Regions from separate parts of the Callithrix jacchus genome. Here region 1 is linked to region 2. The links are chromatin contacts, called in public Hi-C maps. All regions are on one chromosome and are shown on one strand. The core of a region is the stretch at or near the end of the contact, and the rest is flanking DNA. Distances in the headings are between cores, read along the strand shown.

What was found. Hi-C and Micro-C count contacts between places; a contact is called where the count stands out from the background.
Region 1: a Hi-C map of skeletal muscle shows a contact between it and region 2, with 2.3 times the contacts expected there. The contact joins the promoter of HBEGF here to the promoter of CYSTM1 in region 2. A contact is called at or near these places in 2 of 3 Hi-C or Micro-C datasets (both in skeletal muscle).

What each region holds. Positions count from the first base shown.
Region 1 is chr2:38,717,771-38,724,310 of calJac240_pri, reverse strand. It overlaps HBEGF (heparin binding EGF like growth factor), which reads left to right and starts at 2,402. Exons shown (of 6, transcript XM_002806593.5): 1 at 2,402-2,722; 2 at 2,921-3,094; 3 at 6,181-6,358. The coding sequence starts at 2,677.
Region 2 is chr2:38,541,292-38,548,638 of calJac240_pri, reverse strand. CYSTM1 (cysteine rich transmembrane module containing 1) reads right to left here and starts at 3,711. Exons shown (of 3, transcript XM_035286016.3): 1 at 3,667-3,711.

The DNA.
Region 1 (6,540 bases), core at 1,153-3,652, 180 kb before region 2:
TTTTCCACTTCAGAGTCTTTGCACTATTTGCATGGCTTGGAATGCTTTTGTCATGGACAATCCCAAGTCTGGTTTCTTCTTCTCATCCAGGTCTCAACTTACATGTCACCTGCTCAGAGAAGGCTTTGCTAATCAGTCATCGAATCTAAAGTGTCATCCTGGGCACTGGAACATATCATCCTACAGCACATCATCAAGTATTTTAACGTTCATCTTAGCAGTTATCACTATAGGATATGTTTTTCCTTGTTTATTTTCTTAATGTGCTGTCTGTCTACTATAGAATATAAGTTCTGTGAAAGCAGGTCCTGGGCTGTCTTATTTATTTTATGTCTCCAGTGCGCCCCCCCCAAATATTCAGTTAATGTTGGTGGAATAACTTAGTTAATGAGGTTGCCTCAGCATGAATTGTGATTCCATTTCTTTACTCAGAGACATCCAAGGTTCTGAGAGGGGAAGTGACTGTCCCAAATTCAATTCAAGCTTTTTATCTTTTTTTCTTTTCAGGCCCTTCCCATAAAACCTGACACACAAACCTAGCTGGGGTGAGGCTCCAGGTGTGATGAAAGTTTGGAGTTGCCCCATGAATGGGTCTGAGGCTGATGTGGGGGTGAGAAGGCGGAAGGACAGAGCATTCAAAGGGAGACAGGCAGGCTGGGACAGGAGAGCAGGGTGTGAATCTGGCGAGGGTGGGGGAAAGGGGGTGATTTGACCATGTGTCAGGAAGTGTTTCTCTCCACCCTTCCCTGGGGAGAGCCTTGACCCCAAAGTGGCTTTGTTTTGGGGAAGTAGGTATCTAGGCAGCTGCTGAGGGAGGGCAAAGGCATGGCCTGGGCGGTGACCATGCACTGAGGTCCTAGGCCCGATACTGATCACCCAAAAGGATAATCTAACAGTGGCTCTTAGCCAAATAGGTGACAGGTGAGCTTCCATCTGAAACCAGCCCAGCTATACCATGGAGCCTCAGACCTGGCCTGGGGGAAGGTAAGGGATCTGGGGAAGGGAGAGAAAAGAGGCCTCTAAGGAAATAGAATGGTCAAGTGCCTAGTGATTATTATTAACAGCAACAATAATAATGGGTCACATTTACTGAGAGCTTATACCGTGCCTGGCACTATGCTACTTTTATGTGTTCCCACATTCATTTCTCAAAAAGCTTCCAACGAAGTAGTTATTATTTTTTTCCATTTGAGAGATGTCAAAACTGAGGCTCAGTGAAATTTTCTTGTCCAAGGTCACACAGTAAATAGCAAAGGCAGGATTCAAACTCAGATCTGTAGGATTCCAGTGCACTATGGAAACCTAGGCCTGGGTTGCTGGGGGCAAGTTAAGAGGGCAGGGCCAGATTGACCCCTGCAAAGGTGGGGATAGGGACAGTGGGATAGACTGCGTATAAATAGCAGGCCTGTTTTTATCCCTACACACAGGCAGAATCAGGCAAGAGCTCTATCTGGCACAATTTGAGGGCTCTGAAAGCCAACCCAGCCCTGTGTCAAACAAGTCTCTCCCCAGCACGTCCCTGGAAACTGAAATACCTACTGAGAGACTCATTTCTTTGGATCAGGATAGTGACTCCAGAAGACCCCTGTAAAAGCACAGGGGTTGAAAGAGAAACACTCCGTGCCTGTGAAACAGCAATCTAGGGTAGCCAGCTGGGTCCTATGGGAGGGAGGCTCATTGTTTATGTTGAGGAAAAAGGTGGCAGTCAAAGGCAAGGAAAAGAATAAGGCTTGTTTCACAACCTGTGTCTCTCCAATCTCAGAAGCCTGGGAATTATAATCCATACTTCAAAAATCCTAATGTCCCTGGGGGAAAGATGGGAGGACGCCACTCCAGGCTCTGGGAGAGTACTAACTTCCTTTGCTTTTGCTGGATTGATACCAAGTGCCTGCAACTTCAACTCTGGTTATCTCGGGTTCATGATACAGCTGGCATTCATGCGTCTAAATCTTACATGATAAATGAATTAATTATTATTTGATGCTTGCTATGTTGATAGGCCAAAAGGTGGGCTTCTAAAACTTAGAGGGTGACAGGGATGGAGACCCTTGGTAGAGAGCTGAGACGACCCAAGATGCCAGGCCCCAGACAGGACTCAGCTCGCAGTCACAAGGCTGCAGCGCGACAGGCGTTTGGGGAAAGGTAGGAACCGCTCCCCGCCACCTGCCAGTCAGCAGCCTTACCCACAGTCAGGCCGCGGCTGCCTCGGCCTGGTCCCAAAAAATGTGAGCGCCGCCCCCTCCTCCCGCCCGGTCCGCCGCCGTGGCGGGGTCGGGGGCTGCGCTGCAGGCGCCGCGAGCCTGGCGAGCTTCCCAGCACGGGAGGAGGGAGGGGGCGGCGCCGGGCAGGGCGGGGCTTCGGCGCCTCCCGGAGCCTTATTCCCGGCCGCGCGCCGGGCAGCGCTCATTTCGCCGAAGGAACTACGGTGTCCAAGCTTCTGGCTGGCCTGACCTAGGCGCGCGGGGTCTGGCGAACGCGGCGGGCGGAGTGAGCAAGACAGACACTAAACGAGAGCGAGCTGCGCGCGGGTCGCGGCCAGGCTTGCACGCAGAGGCGGGCGGCGAACGGTGCCCAGAGGAATCTCCTGAGCTCCGCCGCCCAGCTCCGGTGCCAGCGCCCAGTGGCCGCCGCCTCCAAAGTGATTGGTGCCTCGCCGCCTCCACTCGGTGCGGGACCATGAAGCTGCCGCCGTCGGTGGTGCTGAAGCTCTTTCTGGCTGCAGGTAAGAGGACTGCTGACGCCCCCGGAGATCGGGGGGATGGGGGCGCTGTGCTGGGGGCACCGGGGAAGGTCGCCGCAGCGCCCCCGGCACGGGCCACTTGGTGGGGCCCTTGCGCTCTGGCGGAGGGGCGTGGGCATCGATGCGTGTTAGTCGGGGGTCTGGGCGGGTGTCTGATGCGGCCTGGCCCCTCGCCTGCAGTTCTCTCGGCGCTGGTGACTGGCGATAGCCTGGAGCGGCTTCGGAGAGGGCTAGCTGCTGGAACCAGCAACCCGGACCCTCCCACTGGATCCACGGACCAGCTGCTGCCCCTAGGAGGCGGCCGGGACTGGAAAGTCCGTGACTTGCAAGAGGCAGATCTGGACCTTTTGAGAGGTGGGTGTGGAGGCCGTCCATCCTCGGACCCTGGTGGGCTCTTGAAAAATAAACAGATCCAAGATTCTTGCTGTTTGGCCAATACTGTGGGTTGGGGATATTCATGGAGAACCTTGGGGAAAAGCTGATGGGCCTGACGGACACTGGGGGATCCTGGAATATAGGTCCCACTCTCTGTCTTGCCATTGGCCTGGCCTGCTAGATTGCTGCCCTTCTGGGTACTTTGGGGCAAATTGAAAAAGGCAAGTTGTCTTGAGTTTGTTACATTCTTCTTAGGTAAGCTGGGAGATAGGAACAAGGAATGGTTGAGATGCTTTCCCTAGAGTTACTATGTAAAAATGGGTGCCAATTCTAATTCCCTCATCAAAATGACTATTATGTATAAAATAGAGGTAACCGATGAGGAGATGCCCAGGCACATCTATAGAAAATGTGCAATGTTAGCCTCCTCCATCCACCTGTCACCAGATTGGGGAAACAGAAGGGAATGAGAAGCTCTTGGCTGCCGTAGGTGAGGCGGTGAATGGTGAGCACTGGGCCTCTAGGGGGCTGTGTTAAAGTGCTGGGTATCTATGAATGCTACGGGAAACTTGAAGGCTTCCTGAGCACCTTGCATTCCTGAGGAGACTGCAAATGGGAGAGCTGTGTAAGATCCTCCAACCAGCCTCTTTGGCTGTGGGCAAGTACAGGCACAGGGCAGAGTCCAGAGCCTGCCAGCTTTCCTGCCTCCAGACCTGAAGAGATTCTCCAGGGTAGAGCAGGGACTCTGAATGACTATATTTGGTTGGACAGATGCCCACCTGTTCTAGCTCCTCCTGCTCCTCAGCTGCCTTTCTCCCTCCTTCCCAGGAGCTTCCCTTGGGTACTCTCTCTACTTTGTATAAATCAAGCACGTGCTCCAAAACTGAGCCTTGGGCTTCCATGCTTCATCCTCCCCTAGTGGCCCTCTGGGGTTGCCCATGACCTGAACAGCCTGAACTCTTCTGGCCCTCTCCTAGGCTGGGCAGGGCTGGGCTGTGACTCACCCCACCCCCACCCCACACCCACACGACTGCTCCTCATACCTCTGCAGACCTGACTCACTGCTCCTTCTCCACGGCAGGAGCCTGGCTGTCACCCTGCATCTTTTCCCACCCCTTTCTGATTGGCGTGGCCCTCCTGCTTTGCTCTCCTGGAAGCTCTGGTCCCTGGGTTCCTCTGACCACCTGCATCACCTTCTGAGCTCTGAGGTGGCCTGGGACTGGATGAGAGGAAATAAGGGACTGTGGGGTTGCTGGCATCTACTTCTCTAACCTTCTCTTGGCTCTGCTGGGCAAGGACTATTTTTCAAGTCTGGGGATCCTATCACTTAAAATAAATGACTGCTACCATTTATTAAATGCCTACTGTGTTCTAGGCACTTGATATGTTATCCTGGTTAATTTAACACTTACAGCAACCTTTTGAGATAGTTATTCTTCTATCCACATTTGCCTGAGAACCTGAGGTTCAGAGAGGTTAAGTGACTTGCCCACAGTCATATGGCTGAAATTGGAGCACAGGTCTATGGACTTCAGAGCCCATTCATGCCTGGCTCAGCATCTCAGGTGCTCCAGACTTGAGGGAAGGAGGAGATGGGGTGGTGTGAGGCAGCTTGATGTGATGAGGAAGGACATTGGAATGGAGTCCAGAGACCACAGTTCTAATCCCAATTCTGCGTGACCTTGAGTAAATCACTCTGCCTGCCATGATATTCTTTTTTTTTTTTTTTTTTTGAGACAGTCTCACTCTGTCACCCAGGTTGGAATGCAATGGCACGATCTCAGCTCACTGCAATCTCAGCCTCCCGGGTTCAAGCGATTCCCCTGCCTCAGCCTCCCTAGTAGTTGAGATTACAGGCATGCACCACTATGCCCAGCTAAATTTTTGTATTCTTAGTAGAGATGAGATTTTGCCATGTTGGCCAAGCTGGTCTTGAACTCTTGACCTCAGGTCATCTGCCTGCCTCAGTCTCCCAAAGTGTTAGGATTACAGGCGTGAGCCACCATGCCTGGCGTCATGTTATTCTTTGAAGTCACTTCCAGCTTGAGACTCTAAGTCTCTAGTCTAATGTATCATGCTCACTCTTCTGCTAGACTGATGGCTGTAGCCATGGATGTGGGCACCTTTTTCCTGATGGGGGATAAGAGGGTGGGATTGGGCTGATGGGTATAGTCCATGGTCAGTCCCAGCTGGATGTCTGGGTGAGGTTGTTTTTCCCCCAGTCTGTCTGAAGCATGGAAAGAAGGGGAAGTCATCATTGTTCCAGTTCCTTCTGGACAGTTCCTCACTTTCCATTTTTCTATTCCTTGTACACCCTGTACCCCCCAACCCAGAGAGCTATAAACAGGACATTGTGGGTTAAATATGAGTGGATCTTTGAGAAAGTGGATGAGCTGTAAATGGCATAGAGGTTAAATATTTTGCTTGAAGTTGCAAAAGCAAGGCCCTGACTGGGGCTGGTCTGCTTGCTGTTCCTGAGCCAGGCTCTGCCCTGGGCTCACAGTACTAAGGGATGCTCCGGAGGGGACCACCTGAACACATGAACAGTGTTCTTATTTTAGGAGCTCTTCAACCCCAAAATCTCTAGGTACTTTCTCTAGAAGCAATTTTTGAATGTGACGCTGTTTTTCTGCAAGTGGGTCACTGAGTACAGCATCAGGAAATGAGGCCTATTTAAGGCCAAAATAGAACGAAGTGGGCATGGGGGAGTAGGAGATGGGGGTGTAAGGTGGACAGTGGAATGGAGGTGAGGTTGGTAGAATTGCTCAGTGAGCTGCAGTTACTCAACAAAAGCATTGTAAGAATGAGGCTCTTAGGCTGAGATTATGAATGCCTTCCTTGGGACCCACCCTAGCTTCTACTTCCTACTAAGGTTCCCTCTTTCTGGTGGTTCTGCCCAATCTTCCTGCTCTTCCTTCTGCCTCTTGGGAGGCACTGAGCTAAGGGGACCTCCCAGATCTCTGACTTCAGGTGGGATCAAAGAGTATATACTCCTTTTAAGCACTATGCTGTTCTGATCTTCTTCCCAAAGGATCAGACTTTAACAGCGTGCTTTTCTCCTACAGTCACTTTATCCTCCAAGCCACAAGCACTGGCCACACCAAGCAAGGAGGAGCACGGGAAAAGAAAGAAGAAGAGCAAGGGGTTAGGGAAGAAGAGAGACCCATGTCTTCGGAAATACAAGGACTTCTGCATCCATGGAGAATGCAAATATGTGAAGGAGCTCCGGGCTCCCTCCTGCATGTAAGTGCCCCTTCCCCAGGGCTGAATCTCATCGGCACACTTTGTCAGCCTCGTGGCTGTTCCTTGTTGTCACTGTTCCTTGAATTCATAATTTTACCCAGTTTCTTGTCAACCTCTGGGCGGAAGTTGGGAGGAGGGGAAATATATTTTTAGTCAGCGGAAGCCCCCTCCCCGCTATAGGA
Region 2 (7,347 bases), core at 2,462-4,961:
GCTGGAGTGCGGTGGTGTGATCATAGCTCATTGCAACCTCAAACTCCTGGGTTCCAGCGATCCTCCCACCTCTGCCTCCAAAGTGCTAGGATTACAGGCACATACTATATGCCCAGCTAATTTTTAAAAATTTTTTTGTAGCAATGGGGTCTCCCTATGTTGCTCAGGCTGGTCTTTAACTGGGCTCAAGCGATCCTCTTGCGTCAGCCTGCCAAAGTTCTGGGATTACCACACCAGGCCTCAGATCTTGATTATAGGCTGATTAGTAACCAAGCCCATAAAGCCCCAGAATATAACAGCAAAAAGGCCAGGTGTGGTGTCTCATGCCTGTAATCCCAACATTTTGGGAGGCTGAGGCAGGCAATTACTTGAGCCCAGGAGTTTGAGACAAACCTGGGCGACATGGTGAAACTCCATCTCTACGAAAAACACAAAATGTTAGGTAGGTATGGTAGTGCATGCCTGTAGTCCCAGCTACTTGGGAGGCTGAGATAGGAGGATGGCTGGAGCCTAGGAGGCGGAGGTTGCAGTGAGCTGATATCACACCACTGCACTCCAACCAAGGCAACAGAGTCAGACCCTGTCTCAAAAACATAAAAAAAAAACCCAAACCAGCAAAAAGGCCTTATATAGCCAAGTATGGTTGCCTGTAGTCCAGCTACTCAGGGGGTTGAGGTGGGTGGATCACTTGAGCCCAGGAGTTAAGAGACCAATCTGGGCAACATAGCAAGCTGTTTCTGGAAAAAAAAAAAAAAAAGAAAGAAAGAAAGAAAGAAAAAAGAAAAGAAAAAAAGGAAGGTCTTGAATAAGACTTTTCCAAAAATTTAGAACTTATACCTCTTTTTAAAAAATGTTATCACATCTCAAAATATACCATCATCCAAAAATTAAAATTCTGCTTTGGAGGAACTCAAAATTCATATAAGCCTGTCATTAATTCTCAGTACCTCTGTGAGGAGGTACTAACCTGCATTCAAGGTCAAAGAATGTTTCCGTGCCAAGAAAGGAGTGCCCTGCTCAAGGCCTTAGGTGACAAAAGGTGAGTTCAAAACACTCCTGCCCATACCCCAGCCCTGCCTTTCAGCTCAGTCCAGTTCCCCTTAAGAGCATTTCTGTTAAAGGCCAGCCCTGTTGTTTATTATAGTTTGTATTTAGGGAAACACACTAACATTTTTCTTCCTGACAGTAAAGTCTGAAGTTCTCTACCAATGGGAAAACTTGTGGGGGGTGGCAGGGGTGAATGAAAGCTGAAAATTTCCAAAAACTTTTGGCCTACTTAACTGCCCTGACAGCACATAGTTATTTTGTTTGGGAAAGGAGGGGGTGGACTGTTCTTTCCAAGGGAAGTATAATTAGTTGTTTCAAATATTATCAAAGAAATTTAGAAAATAGTTACTTTTCAAATTTTTTAATGTGGCCAAGACATCTGATTCCAGCAATTCTTAATATTAACAGGCTCCCAAAAAGCCCCTTAAAAATCACTATCATAATCTCTACCACTCAACAGGCACACGCGGGGGGGGGGGGGGGGGGGGGGGAGGGGGCGGGGGGAACTACTCTGGTCTTTTGCACACTTCGGGGCTTCTTTTACAGTGAATGACTTCACTGACCTGACTGGAAATCCCGTTTCTCTAGGTCTCACCCTGGATTTGCCCTCCTTTGACTGCTGCACTGCTTTCTATATTTATGCACAAATCAGCTACGGCCACCTTCCTTAGCAATTCCCAAACCTGCCTTTTACTGTACGGGATCCCTGGAGGCCCAATTCTGCTTTCTGGAGTCAAAGAAATACAAAATAAATTTCACTACCTCCCAGAAAACAGATGTTGGTAAGTTTCAATATAAAATAGACAGCTCTTGAACCCAGGAGATGAAGGTTGCAGTGAGCCGAGATCTCGACACTGCATTCCACCCTGGGTGACAGAGCGACACTCTGTTTCAAAAACAAATAAATGGACAGCTGTGTATTTTTTGGTCACAGCATCAATAAATTTCAGGGCCAGGAAATATCATAAATCACCAAGGCATTCCTCTTCATATAACCAAAATACTTTTTTCCTGTTGCTCAGGAAATTAAGACAAAATGGCCAACTAACACTTATGCAGCCTTACACTGAGAAACTCATAGAAGCTGGTAGGAAAGGGCTAGAGATCTTTGATCTACTGTTAACAAAGAGTATGGGACTCTTTTCAGCTCACCCAGTGCCCCGTATGGATGTTTTTGGGTGCTGATTCTCCTTTAATAACTTCCCCCTATTAAATCTCCTACCAGTCATTTGAGGTTTGGATTTCACCCTAGGGATAAGAGGTGTTTGTAAGACACTCTGAAACCTCTGAAGGGCAAAGGGCAAAGGGACCTACAACCCTCCTGAATACTGAGGGAAGCATAGCTTTCAACAAGTTATTAAATCCAATCAAATGAGATACTCGAAAATGAGCTGCTCTTGGGTGAGTCCTTTCATAAGAAGGAATTTTTCAAAAATCTGCTAACATAATTACTCCACAAAGTTTACATGTATCATATTGCATAAATCTATAAATATGCATAATTTTTGTTAATTAAAATTTTAAAAATCTGCCAACAATGGCTGGAGAAAGCACCCGGCTGCCTGAGCCCCTACCCTTGTCGGTTACAAGTATTTCATAAGCAGGGTTCGAGGAATCCCATCAGAGAAGAGTGTCCTCACCTCTTTGCCGGAATGTCATACGAAGTTCCTCCTCACCTCTTTGCCGGAATGTCACACCAACTTCCTCAGTGTTCCTCCTACCCCAATCTAGTCAACGTTTCAATGGCTCACCACAGCACACAGTGCCTCTCAGCTGGGCACTCAAGAGTTCTTTCCTAACCTTCCCTAACCTAATTATCAAAAACTTTTCCCCCAAAACGGCCCAGCACATGGTCCAGTCAGTCCCCAAATCGTTTTTCCTCACGGTCTCCTTCCCCAGGGGGCGTCCCCTCCTTCTCTCCCCTTGCAACCCCCGCCGCTACCAGGAGATTAGTCTCCACCCGTCAGGACCCCGCTCAGATTTCACTTCCTCCAACAGGTCCGCTCAGATCCCAATCCTCCGCTCTCAACAGCAGCCAGGATTCCTTTCCCCTGCAAACAACGCCTTCTCTGAACACCCCGGCCGCCGAACGCCGGCTTTGCGTTCCCTAGTTACTTCCAGTCACCCCCGCCCCACTCCCACTCGCGGGGCTTGCGACCAGCCCTCTGCCTCCGGGTGGCCCAGCTCGGAACCCGCAGAGCAGCGCCTCAGAAATCGCAGCCCAGGGCGAGGAAATCCAGAAGCCTCCCGCGGACGTCCCCCGGGACAGGGTGTGGCGGGCCCGGCTCCGAGCCCGCTGACTCCTTGTGAGGAGAGAACCGCAGCGACGCGGAGCCCCTGTGAGTCCACCGCCCGGACGCGCGGCGCAGCGACCCGGAGCCCCAGAGTAGCCGCGGGGTGCCGGGAGGAGTCCAGCCAGCGGCAGCCGTTTCCGTGCCTCCCTACCCCTCCTCAGGGGCTGCGCGAGCCCCTGCCTGAGCCTGGTCCGCCCGAGTGACCGCCAGTTCTCTGGGCGCTCTCTGGGGAGCTCCGGGGCGCACACATCCCGGGACGCGCCCTGTCCGCCCCTGTTCCCGCTCCTGGTCCCAGCTGGGCCGGGTCAGGTCCGCCGCGTCTCACCTCTCCTCTCCACGAACCGACTGGATAACGGTCGGGTCTGGGTCTGAGGAGCCCGGACCAGACCGCACCTGTCTCGGAGCGATTGAGGCGCTGCCTCGCGCCTGACGTCACGGCAGCCCCAAGCGCAACGAACTGGGAGTCACCTGATCACCCTGGCAACGCGCGCGGGGCGGGGCGAGGCGAGGCGAGGCGGGCGTCACAGCACGAGCCCCGCCCCCAGCCGCTCCGCCTCTAAGCGCCGCCGGAAGCTCGCTGCGGCAGTCTACGTTGCTGGACGCGAGGTAGGCGTCTGGCTTTCCTACGCGGGCCTCCCAGCTGCGATGGTTACTTGGGACTCTCACAGGCGTTCCCCTTGGTTGGATCGGTTCTCCAAGACTCCATCCGATGCCCCCACGCCGCTAGTGCAGGTGCCTGCGAGGCAGGACCAGCGTCCATACGGGACTCTGCCCAGTACGTGTCAAGAGGGGTTAGCTACGGGCTGCTGCCTCCTCGTATCGTGTTGATCCAGACCCAGCTAGGTTTGAGGCTTACTTCCCGAACTGTACCTGAGAGGACTGAGGCTGAGGCTGATAACTGGATTGCTCTGTGGCAACTTTTCCCCATAAACCTTGCAACAAGTAGTCCGGCCAGTACTTTAGAGTGTAATAAGACTTCATTTACATCAGGAGGGGGAAAGGGGACAGAACCTTCTGTCCTGAAGAACCTTCTTCTATTCCAACAGAAAGAGAAGTCACCGAAAAGCTCCCAGAGCAAGGCCTAGAACAAGCTTGCAAGTCCTACTTGCCAACAAATTTTTATTTTTCATATTACAAATTGATTTTCTCTCCAGATTCCTTCCCCTTGCTTGCTATTAGGTTGGTGGAAAAGTAATTGTGGTTTTTGAAATTATTGTTATTATTATTATTTTGAGACGGAGTTTCGCTCTTGTTACCCAGGCTGGCGTGCGATCTCGGCTCACCGCAACCTCTGCCTCAGCCTCCTGAGTAGCTGGGATTACAGGCACGCGCCACCATGCCCAAGCTAATTTTTTGTATTTTTAGTAGAGACGGGGTTTCACCACGTTGACCCCCCCTCGTGATGATTTCGATCTCTTGACCTCGTGATCCACCCGCCTCGGCCTCCCAAAGTGCTGGGATTACAAGCGTGAGCCACCGGGTTTTTGCAATTTTTTTAAAAGGCAAAAACAGCAATTACTTTTGCACCACGCTAATATAATGATATGCTTACACCTTTGTGACTTTCTAGTCTTCTCACATGGACTATCCACTTTGAAATTAAAATTTAACATCACCTGGAGGTCTCAGTGTTAGAGTCACTGCCTATTTTATACCTTTACTACTTGCTGACTTTCATTTTAGTTTTACTCTCCTCATCCCTGCACTGTTAAGAAGGTTTCATATGTATTGCAACCTTCCCTCTCAGAGTGTAGGATCTTAGACCAAGAAGTTAATTGATAATCAATTTATTGTGAGCATCTTTTAGTGTCAGGCAATGGGCCATGGGCAGATTGATTGAGATGCGGTCCTTGAAAATGAAACGTGTATGAGTGGTACGTCTCACATTCAAGTATAACTTGTACTGTTTATTATGACTTAATCATAGTATTTAAGTGGTACTTTTAAATTTTTATACTTAGAAAAAAATGAAACATATAAATGGGAAAGACCACTGTGAAAGGTAGAGAAGAATCATGGCTCTAGATAGAGCTGTACTAACAGGAGAGAAGAGATTGAAAATGTGAGCCCAGGTCCCAAGGAGCAAAGAAACATGGTCAGGAGGTTGGTGGGAACAGGACAGAGGCAGCCAGGCCTGAGGTGTTTGGCAGATCTGAGGAGGGCAGGGCTAGAGGGTGAGGGGAGTTGGGCCGGAATGAGGCTTGATGGATTCAATGGAGGGGGAAAGTGCTGGGAAGGGAGGAAGGATTGGAAAGAAAGGAGAAGTAGGCAGTGGTTTGGGAAGGGGTTGCTGAAAGGGAGGGTAGGGTAAATAGAGAACCAGGAAAGGGTGCTAAGAGCATTAAGAGAAGGGAGGCTGAGTGGCTACAAAAGGGAGAACTGATGGGGAGGAAGAAGCAGGTGAGAGACTCTCGGACAGCAAACATCTCAGAACCAGGCAGTAGGTGGTGTCCTTCAGAGGCTGTTAGAGAAGAGTAGCATTGTTTGTTCGCCTCTGAAGAGTGAAGGTCATCCATGCACATCCCATACTATCTTTGGACCATCTGAGGGCAAGAGCCACCCTTTGCAGAGCACTAATGCAGAGGGAAGAGCAGAAGGAGGCACGTCCACAACTATACCTTGATAGGACTCATCAAGACAGTCAGGCTTTTTGGCTGGACAGTTTTTCAGGCCCATGGAACATGGCTCTGTGCCTCTAATCTGGGCAGGGCAAGGTGAGGATGGAGTGGAAGGCAAGGGTAATTCCCTTAGAAGGGAGGCAAGCTTCTTATGGCAGCTGGGACATATGGAGGCTGTGGTGAGGGAGAAAAGATACTAGGACACATTCTCAGTAAGGTCCCTGGCCACTCCCCTTTTACTGAGTTGGTAGGGTCACAGCATAACCATTGAAGGAAAAATAGAACATTCCTCACCCCCACCCCGACATCCATGCTGAGGAAAGTGTTATCATGTGAGTAAAAACTCAAGGAGTATTGTGGGCAGCATCCAAGAACAGAGATGTGGCCAGGGAATGCATCTCACATGGCTCTTTTCTAGGATTTTGACCTCGGGTCCCAGGACTAAGCCCCAAGCCAGTTATAGAAGTTGCTGGAGTTTCATCAAGTGTCTTCACAATAGCAGCGTGGGTTTCCATTCCTGGAAATAAAAGAAAAATGTCAGGGTACAAGGCCCTGACCAAGCATATTTGCTGTGAAAGTCCACTAGTCACAGAAGTTGCAATCAATTTTCAATATTTGTTCATCCAGAAGAACCATCCAAGGATTGTGGAGGCAGCATGGTGCAGTGGTTGGGAGCCTGTGTTTGAGATTTATCCATTTTGTGAACTTGGCCACATTACTCACCTTCTTTGGGCCTCCGCCTTATCTGTAAAATAGGGATAATACCTACTTCACAAAACTATCATAAACTTTAGGTGAATTCCAGGGCAAAGAAACAGAACCCAAACTCATAATATTTTTTAAACAGCAATTTTTTAAACCATTGTATTTTTATTGGATCACATTTGTTCTCTGAACAATTGGATGAAAGAATGTTTCTTGAATGCCTAATGTACACTTAACACTGATGGATACAGAAGGAGCATGTACCCAGGCTTGGTCAGGCATCTGAAATCTGATAGGAAGATGAGACAATGTGAGACCTTGCCAGGCTGCTGTGAAATTGAATGGTAAACTATATCATGTCCTTCCATGCCCTCAGTGTTCATGAAAAGAGGGGCCATGCCAGCTGCATTAACTAAGGTCGGATGCAAGAAAGGAAGGGTCTGGAGCAGAGCCTTGAAAGACAGGCAGGATTGGCCAGGCGCAGTGGCTCACACCTTTAATCCCAGCACTTTGGGAGGCCAAGGCAGGTGCGTCACTTGAGGCCAGGCATTCAAGACCAGTCTGGCCAACAGGGCAAAAACCCATCTTTACTAAAAATACAAAAATTAGCTGGGCATTGTGGTGCATGCCTGTAATTCCAGCTGCTCAGGAGGCTGAGGCAGGAGAACTGCTTGAACCCAGGA